Linked DNA regions of Mus musculus: region 1 is linked to region 2. The links are chromatin contacts, called in public HiChIP or PLAC-seq maps. All regions are on one chromosome and are shown on one strand. Each heading gives the region's core, a stretch centred on a gene start, on an enhancer-like site or on the middle of the called end of the contact. The rest is flanking DNA. Distances are from core to core; before and after follow the strand shown.

Region 1 (7,160 bases), core at 2,316-4,815, 95 kb before region 2:
CTGCTTATAGAATCTAGTCTTCACTGTTCTTTTGCTCATATGAGATCATTTATAGCATGGCATTTGCAGAGAAATCAAGAGATCAAGTCCTCTGCCCTCTGCTACTGCAGAAGCTTGGCAGGAGACCTGAAGTGTAGTCAGCAGAGTGGAGCCTGGAATACTGTGTGGGAGGTGCCCATAAGCAAAACCCAGGCTGCAGTTTGCCTTTTTGTCTCCTTCTGGTGAAACTGAAAAAAATTTCCTCTTTAACTAATATTCAGAAAAATTATTTTCCATCCATAATCTTAAGAAATTTTCACACATAGTTCTACCTTTCTGCCAAAATAATTTATCTTATACTACTAACTAGGGATTGGAAATGTAGCTCAGGTGTAGAGTGAGTGACTAGGATTTGAATGCTGGTCTCAAACACCACCACTAAAAACAGTAATTATTAGCAGGACACACACATACAAATTTTATTAATTTACAAATTAATTAAATAGATATTAGCTGAAACTGTTATAGTTCAGCCACTATTTTGGGTGTGAAAATATGACTGAAAGAAAATTCAGTAAAGAGTTAACAGTTGTTCAGACAATATTGATTAGTCATGCCACGGAACTGAGACCGGCCTTACAACTCTGGAAGTCAAGCCTGTTTGGATTTGACTCACTAACAGATATTTTACCAAACAGGTTTGTTCTACAGAAAGTCCATCAGCATACCCCATAGATGTTTTCAAAATGGCCATAGGAAAGGAGGCAAGGGAGGCCTCTTGGTGGTCATATGCAAGCCCTCCAGTGCCTACAGAAAAATGCAATGGAGCTGAGCAGTTCATGTTGGCAGTATATTGCAGACTTCATGTTGAATAGGACGTTGATAATTTCATCGTTTTAAATTAGCACAGATATCCCAAAGCTCAAAATAAATATACATCTGAAAGCTAGGAATCGACCATGTGGTGTGTGTGTGTGTGAGTGTGTGTGTGTGTGTGTGAGAGTGTGTGAGTGTGTGTGTGTGTGTGAGTGTGTGTGTGTGAGAGTGTGTGAATGTGTGTGTGAGTGTGTGTGTGTTGTGTGTTGTGTATGTGTGTGCGTGCGTGTGAGTGTGTGTGAGTGTGTGTATGCATTTGTGTGTGTGAGTGTGAGTGTGTGTGTGTATGTGTGAGAGTGTGTGTGTATGTGTGTGTATGTGTGTGTGAGTGTGTGTGTATGTGTGAGTGTGTGTGTGTGTGTGTGTGTGTGTTCTACAGGGGTTTGGTCAGAAAATAAATAAAGAAAGAAATAGACAATTTTCATCAAATACAACAAAGTATTTTCATTTACTCTAAGTGAAACCTCCAAAAAGAATGATTTGTCCCACATCCAAGAGGTATGGAGGTAGGGATGGGGCTTGTTTGAGGCTTAGATACATAATTCTCCTGACGAATTTCTGAGACAAGGAAAATGCATAACCATGTCATTTCATGTCATTTGTCTTTAAGAACAAAACGTGGCATCTCTTGGGAGAGCACACTCATTTATTTATTTATTTTAATTCCTTCTCCTGTTCAGAATCATGTATGGTTGAGCCTACGCGTTGGAAGCCTGAGGACAGTGCCATGTGTCTCTTCCTCTCTTGTGCTGGGACTACCCACAGAAGCCGGGCTCTTCAGCAATGCTTGTGGGATGAATAAATTAAGTCGCTCGTGATTACCCATTGCAGAGAAAATGAACCTGCTGTAAATCCTCCGATTCATGGTGTACACTCTCACGGCTAGAATCTTTCAAGCTTATAGCGGTTGTCTCAGCCATTTTTTAAAAAGTATAGTTTTTAGAAAGCTAAAAGTATGAAATATTTTCAACTGACAGTCTTAAAGGAGAATTCTAAGGAGGATTCTATCGGGATGCCAGGAAAAGGCTTAAGGGTGGCACTGACTGGTCTCTCCTCAGGAAGGCAGAAAATGTCTTCCATTTTCTTTCTTTCTTTCTTCTTCTTCTTCTTCATCTTTTTTTTTTTTTTTTTTTGGTAAATGACTACTATATAGGTTTTGTGGACAAGAACATATGTTAAAGTCAGAGATAAAGTTAAAAAATTAAAGAGCAGGCAGTAATCATAACTGCCCTTTCAAGTCAATATACACCCTCATGCTAAGTTTAAAAATGATTATTTTTCATGTAAGGCTTGAGGCCCAGATCAATGGATTCAACTGCTTTCATAGCAAGAGAAAGGATCTATTTTCTTATGTTATTAATTCTGAATAAAGCATATGATACTAAGCTCTTTTGAAAATTAACCATTTCTGACTTTAAATATATTTCCTGTTGTATACTAAAGATATTGTATAGAAATTATAATATTTTATTCACCAAATTTCACAACACTGAGTCATCCCTGGGCTTCAGTCTCCAAAGCTCTTCCCATCTAAAAGGGTGAACCATTTTATTTAGAATATTTATTTTTTAAAGCATGGATCCACAGGAAACCTCCATCTAAAATAATTTTTAACATGTTTCTCTTAAGTTCAAATAAATATATTTTCTTTGTGATACACATATTTCAGACATTTTGTTAACTGTCACAATGACAAAAATCCAAACATTACAGATGAGCTAGGCAAGCTGATATTTCTTAGTATTTGCAGCATAGACAAAAGGCATATATTTTTTAGATACTTTCTATTCAAAATAGCCTCGGCTGATGGTGAAATCTGCATAAGAACTCCTACATCTTCTAGACAAAGATCAGACAATCCACTCTGGGATAAAAAACCAGCCATGAGGGTAAACCTAAAATAAAAGCATTCCAATTCTTTCTCAATTGCCCTTCCTTTAAACGTCCAAATAAATCATGCAGTACCTTTTAATTTTCTGACTGAGTGCTTCCCAATCAGTGCTTCCTCTGTTAGAGACAAGCTGAGGAACCTAGAGAAACAAAAGAAACACATATATACATATAGGTTTGTCAGATAAATATCAAAAATCACAACTCACCAATAAGTCCATTCATCCTTGATATCCAGATAATAAATGTATGCCTTGGAGTCTGGAGCACAAAAAAGGCAGCGCTTGGATTTTAAGCTCAATAACGTATTTAAAACACAGTATTCCGAGGCCACATAAAGCTGATCCTTTGAAAACGTGGATTAAAAAGAAAAGAAAATGTAAAAAGCCCTAAAGCATTACCGGTAGATATGCAGCAATACCCCTCGAATGGAGTCTGTAAGAGCTGCCACCGCAGAACCCTGCTTCAGGAACACTCCCTCTGTTCTGTGTCGCTAGCTCCAGACAGACGCAGTCTGAAAGCCACCAGCTCCTGTCTGTGTGTGCCGTGGAAAGGGAAGCTGCAAATTAGAAAAAGTCCCCGCAGTGGCGGAAAGGAAAATAAGGCAAGTAGGAGAGGGAGAGAGAGCTCACTAGGCTTAGAATTTTCGAGAATGATGACAAGCCACTCAGCTCCGCCATCATTCACTGACAAAAGGATGCTGCCTCTGGCTTAGGATTTAGCGGTTTGCCATGGGGACTTCTGGTACCAAATGCCTGACAGGCATTTTAATTGCCTCCATCCAAATGTGTCCCCAGGAGTCAAGTCTATAAGCCTACGAATGTCATCATCTGGTCTCCTTTGTGTCACACACACACACACACACACACACACGTGGGGGCGGGGCAGGCTTAGAGAGACTCGTTTTCAGGAATATAGGATTACAGGCAAGTTAAGCTACACAAACTGGACATAAGTAAATGATCATTAATTGGAATTTTATTATCTATATGAAGTATACTAGAGATAGTTTGAGGTTTTGTCATTGACAGATGAATACAATATTTAAAAACTATCCCATATTATTATTTATGTCCCAAAAAGGTATGTATTAAAGAAGTGTATATACTAGTATATATTTTTCTACAGAAAATTCAAAGGCTTTGTAAATATGATAACTACAAGCTTGGCAATGTGTCACTTCAAGGCTAGCCATGTGATATCCCTCTGCAATCATTTTATTCTGGTTCCATACAAAAGAAGGTGACAACCAGTTTGAGGACTGGGACTTTGCTGTCCCTGAGGTGAAGGTTATTACAGGGAACTCAGTGTTTGGCATAACCAGTCTCCCCTTCGTGTTAGCAAATGAAATTAACAATTGAATATCCCTGTCATACAGTGTGCTTTATGTAGGGGACTTAACTGTAGAATAATTCTTCACCTGTATTATCCTGGAGAAAATGGTTAATAGATGAATTGGTAAAGCATTGTTAGAGCCCTGAACCAGTAAATGGAGTAAATTTTCTGTGTATCAAAAGGGCCAGCTGCAAAGAAGGTTGCTGAGAGGAAGTATCACCATGGTTACCGGAAACAAAAAGCAAGGGGGTGGGGGTTGGAGAGAAGGGAGATGCCAGGAAGAGAGAACAGGAGTACAGTGGAGAAAATCTGGAGACAAAAGGATACAGTTCCTTCTCCTCCTTCTAGAAAGCTCTGCCTCTGACAGATTTGTGTTGTGCTTTCAATTCAATTAAGATGGAGTTTCATTTCCTGCTGCCATGTTCTTCCCCATTTTTGATCATGAGCTAATTTTGCTTTCATAAATATTCATTTTTTTTCTTTTCTATGGGATTGATCCAATCCATATCTGCATCTTCAGAAATCACTCAGCCTCACAGATGAGAAAGCTGGGGCCTGAGGGCTACTACATCCTAATTCCCACACAGAGGCAGCAGCCTGGCTTCCTAACTAGCCCACTGGGCTGTCCCCTCTCACCAAGTGACTTTCTCTTCTTTCCTCTTATGCTGTTTGAAGGCAAAACAGAATCCAGTAAGATCCTGTGCCTTTGATCTTGTCAACCTTTCATTTGCAGAAGCAACATTCTCCCCTTTTAGGACACACTGCACTAATCTTACGAACCAGCTTTGCCTACTGTCTGTGCTGGACTGTGTATAAGGCCACAGAACTTGGGTGATCATAGCAACAGCCCTTCTTCCTTTTACATTCTGGCAGTCAGATGGATCAACTGCCCTTTGCAGATCTATCTTGTTCACCCAGCTTAACCATCAGGGCCTGGGACTTCTGACATTATTGGCATTGTTGTTTTTACAAGCATGAAAGTGGAATATCAAACTGAGCCAGGGTTCCCATGTTGATCGTATATATCACAATGTAAATCTTTCTGGGGTTATCTAAAACAATGATGCTGGAAAACTGGAAGTCCAGGTGTATTGTATGCATGCATGTGTGCATGCCAATGTGTGTGTATGCGTGTGTGTGTGTGTGTGTGTGTGTGTGTCAGTGTGTGTGTATGCATGTATTCATCTATGTGCATGTAGAGGTAGAGATGTCAGTCAAAAATCTTTTTTTACTACAGATTTAAGAAGTGATTTTCCTCAGCCTATGAATCACAAAAATGACTGGCCTGATAAGATATTCTCAATGGTGCAATAATAACAACATTTTTATTGGGGGGATAACCAACAGCTGTCTAATTAGACTTAAGGACTGCTTAATAGGAAGGAATTCATGCCTGGTACTGTGTGTGGCTCAAGCCAACTACACATGGCAGGAGAGTCATAGACCCTCGAGGAGAAGCTACTCCTGCTATTTTCCTAAATTAATCTAATTCCTAACTACATTCTAAATCCCTGTCCTTTCACTTATAGATTAGTACAGTTCTCAGGAATTCTCAAAGAAATTTCTTGCCCCATCAGAATGCAGAATCACAGAGATCCAGGGCTGATCAAAACATAGAGAATAAGTGACTATGGTGTACCCAGTCATAATTGGTAATCTACATCGCAATGCTATACCCAAGGCTCAGGGAACATTCCAGAAGAGGGGCTGGAAAGACTGTCATTGCCAGAGGACCTGCTGAGTTATAGTGTCATTTGCTCTCCTTCTGGACAGAACAAAGAAGCTGAATGCATGAGGTCTTAAAAGTATGGTTTCCTAAGCAAGATGTGTATAATGAAGGCATCAGTTGACAAGCCAGTGTGGCTGGGGTAAATTTCTTGAGGCCCTAGATAAAGGGCTGAGACAGAGAGAATCATCTCTCTCCAAGGATGATCCCCTGATTGGTTGCCCAATCCCAAGTAGTTAGTCCTAAACACATGTACATTTGAACAACACCAGATACACTCAATTCTCTCTGTCTCTCTCTCTCTCATATAATACAATAACAATTAAAGAAGAGAAGGTCATGAGTGGAAGTGATATAAAACATGGGAGGACTAGGAGTTGGAGCAGGGAAGCTGTATTGAGAAAGATGTTTATACAATTCTTATATATGAAAAAGATTTTTAATAGTGTGAAAGTTACATTAATGGATGATTAGTTCAAAGACAATAAAAGTCATCTTTGTGGTACATATGCTTTCCCTATTATTCATATTAAGCATTCTATGTGAATGCCATATTTTACTTACATTGCCATAAAAATCAGTATTTTGATTTCTACTGTATGATTTACATTTATTTAAAATTTAAAATAGATTTCTCTCCTACTTCCTTTGAATTCTGCAAAGTGCCTAGCAAGAGGCTGCAAGCTCTTAAATGACCAGAAAGAGCAGGATTGTCTTCTGTTGATATTATAATACACTATGTTTGAATTTTTTAAATTAAAAAATTATCATAATAGTTAATGAAGGCTTCTTAGGGCCAAAATACTCTGACAATCTTTTTAAACTTGACTATAGCTGAGCATGATAGTTCATGCTTATATACTCTCAATTCAGAAAGAAAAGAGGGGCAGAAAAACATGTTCAAGGCCAGACTGGATCACAGAGTGAGACCTTGTCTCAAAATGATTAAGACAATAAATAGTATGCTTTTTGCTTTAAAAATTAATAGAAAATATGTACTCTCGCCCAGCTGTCTTGATTTTGTTATTTGAGATAATAGGCAGATATGTAAGCATTTTGCAAAGAATTATGATACCAAAGTCTGCTTAATATAATCTTTTTTTCCCTTCAGCTAAGTTGGTCCACATAAACCAATAAATATTACAGTTAAACACACCTGACAAAGATGACAGAAGGTAAGAAGGAGAGATGGAAGAAAAGATGGGAGGGCAAGATAGAAAGATAATTATCAAAAGCTATCACAGTATAAATTATACAGATGGCAAAAGGTGTAAATATCTAGCTTTAAGAGAAACTACAAAAGTACACAGAGCTAACTAGTAAAGGTTCTTGTCCTTATTGCAGCACTATGCAG
Region 2 (7,473 bases), core at 4,760-7,259:
CTGAACACATATTGCCATGTAGGAAAAAATTGTGAGAGTTTTTGTTTGTTTGTTTTGGTTGGTCGGTTCGTTAGTTGGTTTGGTTTTTGTTTTGTTTTGTTTTGTTTTGTGTTTGAGTTTTCTCTGTATTTCTCTTTGTAGCTCTGGTTGTCCTGGAAATTGCTCTGTATGTAGATTAGGTTAACTTTGAACTCAGAGATCTGCTTGCCTCTGCCTCCTGAGTATTGGTATTAAAGGTGTATGTGCCACCACTACCTGGTTGCCATAGTTCTTATAACTCTGATAGGTTTAAAGGTACTATTATTTCTGTACCCAGTGCTGACATGGAATTTTCTGACAAATGACATCAATTATTTCACATTACATTGGTTTTCCCCACTTGTAAATTTTTACAAATATTTTTAAAGGAGCACATATAACTCATTGAAACATAACATATATATTATTACTTGCATGCATGCAGTGTATGTTGCTGGACATATATGCTTTCTGAGATGCAAAACACATAGAGAGCACACCACCTCAAGGAGTGCTGATTCAGAAAGAGAGTTAAGATCCTTGAGGTATGACCATATGAGAATGCACATAAGTTTTCCAATGTGAATGGATAAAATGTCAATGCTTAATCTACTGCTGCCTTTAAGAGATATGCTAAGTCACTTAGAGTGTCACTGGATTTCATAGCAACTCAACTTCTCCCTCCCTCTGCTTGTTCTCTCCTTCCCTTCTCCTCTCCATAAGCAGTGACACAAACAAATAATCTGTAGGCTAAACATTTTCTTACAAAACTCTATTATATGGCACATACATAGCCACATGACAGTCAAACTATTTTCCTCTGTGCTAAGTTCATTGTCATAACAACCACATACGCCTGAAACCACAGGACCATCATTTGTCAACAAGAGAGCGCCTGTGTTGTGGCTTGAATTAGAATGGTCCCTCATAGGCTCATCCATCGGTTCCCAGTTGGAGGAAATGTTTCAGGAGGCTGTAGAACTTTAGCAGCCTCACTGGAGGAAGTAGGTCACAAGGAGTGGGCTAGTGGAGGAAGTATGACACTAGGGGAAGACTTTGAGGTTTCAGATACCCACAACAGGCCAAGAGTCTCCCTCTTCCTCTCCCCAAAGCCCCTTCTTGCTGCCTGCCATCCAGACGCAGAACTTTCAGCTACCTCTCCAGCACCATGTCTGCTTGTATGCCACCTTTTTTCCCACCATGAAAATAATGAAGTAAACCTCTGAACTGTAAGCTGGCCCAAATTAAATGGTTTTCTTTATAAGACTTGCATATTCATGGGGTCTCTTCATAGCAATGGAAACCCTAACTAAGACACTTTGCCTGACTGGTGTCATGCCTTCCCTGCCAAAAACAACAGCATTCATTGGAACTACATGTTAAAATAAACCATGACCTCTAGGTTGTTTTTGGCCATGGTATTTTATCATAGTTACAGAAAAGTAAATATATACTACCGGAGGATCCAGCAATACCTCTCCTGGGCATATATCCAGAAGATGCCCCAACAGGTAAGAAGGACACATGCTCCACTATGTTCATAGCAGCCTTATTTATAATAGCCAGAAGCTGGAAAGAACCTAGATGCCCCTCAACAGAGGAATGGATACAGAAAATGTGGTACATCTACACAATGGAGTACTACTCAGCTATTAAAAAGAATGAATTTATGAAATTCCTAGCCAAATGGATGGACCTGGAGGGCATCATCCTGAGTGAGGTAACACATTCACAAAGAAACTCACACAATATGTATTCACTGATAAGTGGATATTAGCCCCAAACCTAGGATACCCAAGATATAAGATATAATTTGCTAAACACATGAAACTCAAGAAGAATGAAGACTGAAGTGTGGACACTATGCCCCTCCTTAGATTTGGGAGCAAAACACCCATGGAAGGAGTTACAGAGACAAAGTTTGGAGCTGAGATGAAAGGATGGACCATGTAGAGACTGCCATATCCAGGGATCCACCCCATAATCAGCATCCAAACGCTGACACCATTGCATACACTAGCAAGATTTTATTGAAAGGACCCAGATGTAGCTGTCTCTTGTGAGAATATGCCGGGGCCTAGCAAACACAGAAGTGGATGCTCACAGTCAGCTAATGGATGGATCATAGGGCTCCCAATGGAGGAGCTAGAGAAAGTAGCCAAGGAGCTAAAGGGATCTGCAACCCTATAGGTGGAACAACATTATGAACTAACCAATACCCCGGAGCTCTTGACTCTAGCTGCATATATATCAAAAGATGGCCTAGTCGGCCATCACTGGAAAGAGAGGCCCATTGGACTTGCAAACTTTATATGCCCCAGTACAGGGGAACACCAGGGCCAAAAAGGGGGAGTGGGTGGGCAGGGGAGTGGGGGTGGGTGGATATGGGGGACTTTTGGTATAGCATTGGAAATGTAAATGAGTTAAATACCTAATAAAAAATGGAAAAAAAAAAGAAATCCATACATAAAAAAAAAAAGAAAAGTAAATATATGCCTTCTGGTATAGATAATACTTCAAGATGACGCAAAGTGAAATCGTACAAAGAAAGAATAGACTGAGAGAAGGAAGAAGAGGAGGCATAGAGACATGGCACTACAGTGAAAGGAGAAGGGAGATGAAGACCCAAAGAAGGAAGTGAGAACACTAGCAAGAACAATGCCAGCTAATGATTACATACTAACCCGAGACCCATAATCCCTAACCAACAACTTCTAGACTTTTTACATGTCTGAAGTTTTATTTTTAGTTAAAGTCATTTGTTTCAAAGATTTCCTCCTCCCAGATGAAGTTTCATGATAATGTAAATACTGATATGAAGTTTAATTTTAATTTTAAATAACACATTTCATTATCTACAAGGCAGGGTCAGGTTTGGCCAGTGGCTATAATAAAATATATAATAAAGAAAAAGAAAAGCTATATATTGTTCCAATTTCAAGTTGCTTATAAAGCTAAGGTATGTGCCCCCATCCCAAAACACATAAAACAATACTAGCTTGTCATCATATTTAAAATGTCCCCAGGGATCTAAAAATCCCACAATAAAATGAACTACCTAAGAACAAAATAGATAAAATAGATTTACAGTTTCTCATGCAAATTGGGGCCTAGTAGCTTTCCTCCAGATGGAATAAAAGATCCATGTTTACAAAGCTGGTGCTCCTGAGCATCATCTGTGGCCTACAGCAGTACATCCCAATGGTGACCTATTGTTCACCTGGTGCTCCTGAGGATCATCTGTGGCCTACAGCAGTACATCCCAATGGTGACCTATCGTTCACCGATGCTAGAAACTGTTCTGCCTCAGAATTTCCAAGAGCTCCAGCCATGGCATTGTGATTACTCACTGAGTTTAAGTCTTATTCACTACTCTTAGTCACTATTCACAACTCACTAAAATATTTTGGTTATTTTACAATGTCCATTTTAAAAGTTAAGGGATGATGAGAAAAATTATTGAAAATGTCAAATGCACATAAATAGTTACTCATTATTAAATGAATGGAAATGACATATCCAAGATAGACACAGGAAACAAAAGTAGCAGGAAGTATATTTATAGGTTCAACGATACAAAACCCATTTGTCCTTGGGACTTCCTACTTTTTATTTTGATGTCTCATTTGGACATCAAACACTTGCAACACTAAGCTACAATACCTGTTAAGGCTGAGAGAAATCAAAGTGTCCCTTTGAAATTCCCATTAATAAACTAAAATGTTTCATGACTTTAAAACTTTTTTTAAACATTTATTTATTTCATGTAGATGTGTACTATTCCAAATACCACTCTCTTCTATAGTTTAAAGTTACACAATTTTCTATCTCAAGCTAGAAGTGACTTATATCTTATCTAGTTATTGAATCTTTGAAATGGTCTACAGTTCTTTGTCTTTACTCAAGAATTCTTCATGCTTTATTCCCTTGATTCTTAGAATTATGAAAGCAGCATTTCTAGGTTAGTAGGCAGAAAGCAGAAAAGCAAATTGATGGTACCATTTTGAACTTTAATTAAGCTTTTATGTAATGGGTGTCTGGATATACACAACTGATATCAAAAGGACCATTATCAACATGCTTCTCCAGTAACTAAATAGCTACATGACTTAACATATTAATATTCTCCAGAGTAGTATAAATACCCATGCAATTTCTTCAAAAAAGCTTCATCTAAATTATTTGTAATATTTTAAGTAGCTTTCCCTGCCAATTCCCTCAACCACTAGAATTCCTTTTGTAATTTAAATTAAAGATGGAGGTTTATACATAAGGCAGATATGCCTTTGTACAAGTATTTCAAAGAAAAATACAGCAACCATAAGTTGGAACCCATTGCATTTTCTCATGTTAAAAATATTTCATGCTTATTAGGAATCTACAGAAAACAAATCACTAGCTTTCACCACTTAAAGCTGAATCAGCATATGCTAGGATGGTTAGAAATTCATACTCATTAAAATCATTCCTCCAAAAAGATTTTATTAATTGCTTCTCAACAAATCCAAGTGTTTAAGTGAAGGCAAACCAATGAAACTGTGTGAGTGGGTAAGTTAGATACAAAGAGGCATCGCCTCTAGAAAAATCCACAAAGCCTATTGAATTTCATCCACTTACAGTTAAAATGTCCAGTCCAAACACAAGCAACTCCTTCAAGCTAAATCTCCCAGGATATCAATTAATGCATTTGCATAACCAACTTTGGAGAGGAAGTGGAACAGAAACCAACAAAGCAAAAGCTGTAGCACTGTGCAGCAGGTGGGCGATCACAGCTGCTGCAAGGAGGTTTATTAATGATGTAAACAGCAGCAGAGAGTCAATTATTTACACATGCCTGTCCTACTTAGGCTGAGAAAGTGGACACCACAGCGAAAGCTCAGTGGCTGCAATGTGATGGGTGTCGGTGACACAACCATGCTATCTCTTACTTTGGCTGTTCCTTGTTCTTAAGATATTATAAATTGTATGCCCATATCCAAATGCATTCTGGGAACTTGACATTGGCCCTTAAAATTAACAAGTGAATCATCATTGTTTGTTCTAAGCTGAGGACTCATTAGATAGATTAACCCACATAGCTCTTCGAATGCCTATGAACTCAACAATCTTGTGTTCACTCCATTTGAAGACACAGAGAGCAACTTTGTTGAGATGACACACGAGGGACATGATCAGGATTTTAAGCTGAACTGTTTGATTTTTCTAAAATTGCTGTCTTTCCCAAATAGGTACTGGGACCTGTCCTGACATGACTCCCATGATGTGTGTTGATTTTTTTTTCTTTAATCTATCTCTAACTGATCTGACTCAGACTCTAGGAAACTTTAGCCCCATCAGCATTTTCTTATGGAGCACAGTAGGTAATTTATCAATGTAGTTTTTGTTAGCATCACAATAGTGTGGGAAAATGGAATATGGTGAGAAGAGAGAAGTGATTGAGAAAGAGAGGGAGAGAAAAGAAAAAAATAACTTGGATAAATTCTTTAATGTCGATGTAGAAATTGTCTTCATGTTGGTTCTATAACAACTTAAGGTTCATTCTGTCCACACATATCCCCATTAAGCACAGTTGTAGGAGGAGGGAAGGCATACACTAAGATTCATGTGGTTTTGGCCAAAGCATGGAAAGAAAACCAAACACAATCAACAACACTAACGTGTCACATTTTTCTTTCTTTGATAGAGCCGGACATCTCTGTGATACCTTGGCTTATTTTATGTAGGTGTTCTGGTCATCTTTAAGGAAAGAACAACCCTGACGTTTTGTTTCAGAATGGACTCACTTCAAACCCGCACAACACTGGCCACACTTATCGCCCAGCATCCCTAGTCACGCCAGTAAATCTGAAGAAATCAGCGGATCATTTTCATTGACACAGGGTCATCTGAAAAGTCCTCAAAGTACCTCTTACATAGTGCCACCCTGGACTACAGGCTGTCTCCCCTGCAGACTCTAGGAAAAGGCACGGAGAAGCTATCCTCAGACTCTGGCCTTGCAGCTGAACCCTGCTGGCAAATTGCCCTCTGTCAGTATGGCCCTCTTCATGGGTGCCAGCAAGACTTGGCCTCATTTTAAAAGAAAAATAGCTCAGGCAGCTTTGTGGTGAAGTTCTGAATGCTTAGCTGAAATCAATTAAGATGACAAAGGGTGGAGGGGCTGCTTTCACATGGTGCTGAATAAAATCTCTATGTTTTTTTTTTTCTTCCTCTGAAGAACTCACTCACTTTTCTCAAATGAAGAAAAGACATGTAGTTTGGAATAAGAAAGATGAATTGTCTTAAAGAGAACGTATAAGGTATTCTGTCAAGCCAGCTGACACATGAGGGTAATATTTAGGTGATGGGTTAAGGAACAGCTGGCATAATTAAGGCCTAGAGGTGCGCTCTGTGGTCCAGAAAATGAGAGAGAGAGAGAGAGAGAGAGAGAGAGAGAGAGAGAGAGAGAGAGAGAGAGAGAGAGAGCACGTAGTGCATTTAATCATATGGACATTGTGTATTTTTCAAGGAATGAAGCCTCCAATGTTGCTCTTCCCAGACTGAAGTTGGTGACAGGTCTTGGAGACTGTTTTTAGTAGAGTGGGCTCTCTGCCCAGTTTTAATCACCATTAGGGAAATGGGTCTCCGACCAGCAGGATGTATTTCACTTTCAGGATAAGCAAGTGGAGAGCAGCCATCCATTTCTCAGGTGACAGCCTCAATTGTAAGTATGGCTGAAGGAAAAACAAAATGGAGACTGGCAGGGAGATGTCAGGGCTGAGTCCCTTTCTGTAAATGGCTCTCTCTGCTGCCTTTGCTTAATGAGATGTTTAATTCCACAGTAAGGAAATGTTAACATGTTTGTTTGCTCCTGTTTTATTTTATTTATAGCCCTGAGATGGGATCCGGTGCTCTGTATTTCTTAGGTAAGTGCTCTACCACTGTGTTACAGGCCAGCAATGGGTGACCATCTGTATTACCATTCTGAAACTAGGACCCATAACCACATGTATTCCCCACCCCAATTTTCTTTTATTGAAAATAGATTTATCCATATGCTATGTTCTGATTATGATTTCCCTCCCAGAAGCTTCTTAGAGAACATAACCGCATTCTTGGGGAAAAGTCTCAGCCAGCTTTAATTCCTAACAATTTTGAAGCATTTTCTAAATGTTTGTTGTTGGGTGGGTGGGTGGGGGGGTGGAGAGCACTTTTCTCTGCCATAGGTGATAAGAATTTTGCTTTCATTTTTTAATTTAGCAAATGAAACGGTGCATTTCACTGCAATGTGTTCATGACTTCACGCCATTGGACTTCACCCATGCTCACCACCACCTGCCATGCCTTCCACTAGTCCTACTTCCGATCTGAAACAGTGCCTCTTCTGTGTGTGTGTGCATGCATGCGTGTGAGCATGCATGCAAACATGAACTGTGTGTAGGAAACTTGTTTTTATTTGTCTGATTCAGAGTCTTAGTC

Evidence for each region. HiChIP or PLAC-seq counts read pairs in DNA pulled down with a chosen protein or histone mark.
Region 1: a contact with region 2 is called in an H3K4me3 HiChIP or PLAC-seq map of neural progenitor cells, with 4 times the contacts expected there. The contact joins the promoter of Map2 here to the enhancer-like site in region 2. A contact is called at or near these places in 1 of 484 Hi-C or Micro-C datasets (nephron progenitors), 5 of 115 datasets of contacts at active chromatin or transcription factors (astrocytes, forebrain, neural progenitor cells and 1 more) and 2 of 9 other capture datasets (adipose tissue and pancreatic islet).

Annotation. Positions count from the first base shown.
Region 1 is chr1:66,318,129-66,325,288 of GRCm38.p6, reverse strand. Map2 (microtubule-associated protein 2) reads right to left here and starts at 3,565. Exons shown (of 15, transcript NM_001310634.1): 1 at 3,147-3,565; 2 at 2,821-2,885.
Region 2 is chr1:66,225,732-66,233,204 of GRCm38.p6, reverse strand. It overlaps Gm51629 (a long non-coding RNA gene), which reads left to right and starts at 2,542. Exons shown (of 3, transcript XR_003947841.1): 1 at 2,542-6,718; 2 at 6,886-6,920; 3 at 7,255-7,473. It also overlaps a transcript of Map2 not described here. Within about 2 kb of position 6,009, at least 18 of the 459 cell types and tissues checked have an H3K27ac peak or open chromatin away from gene starts, as enhancers often do. A contact at or near this core is called in neural progenitor cells, where this site is marked.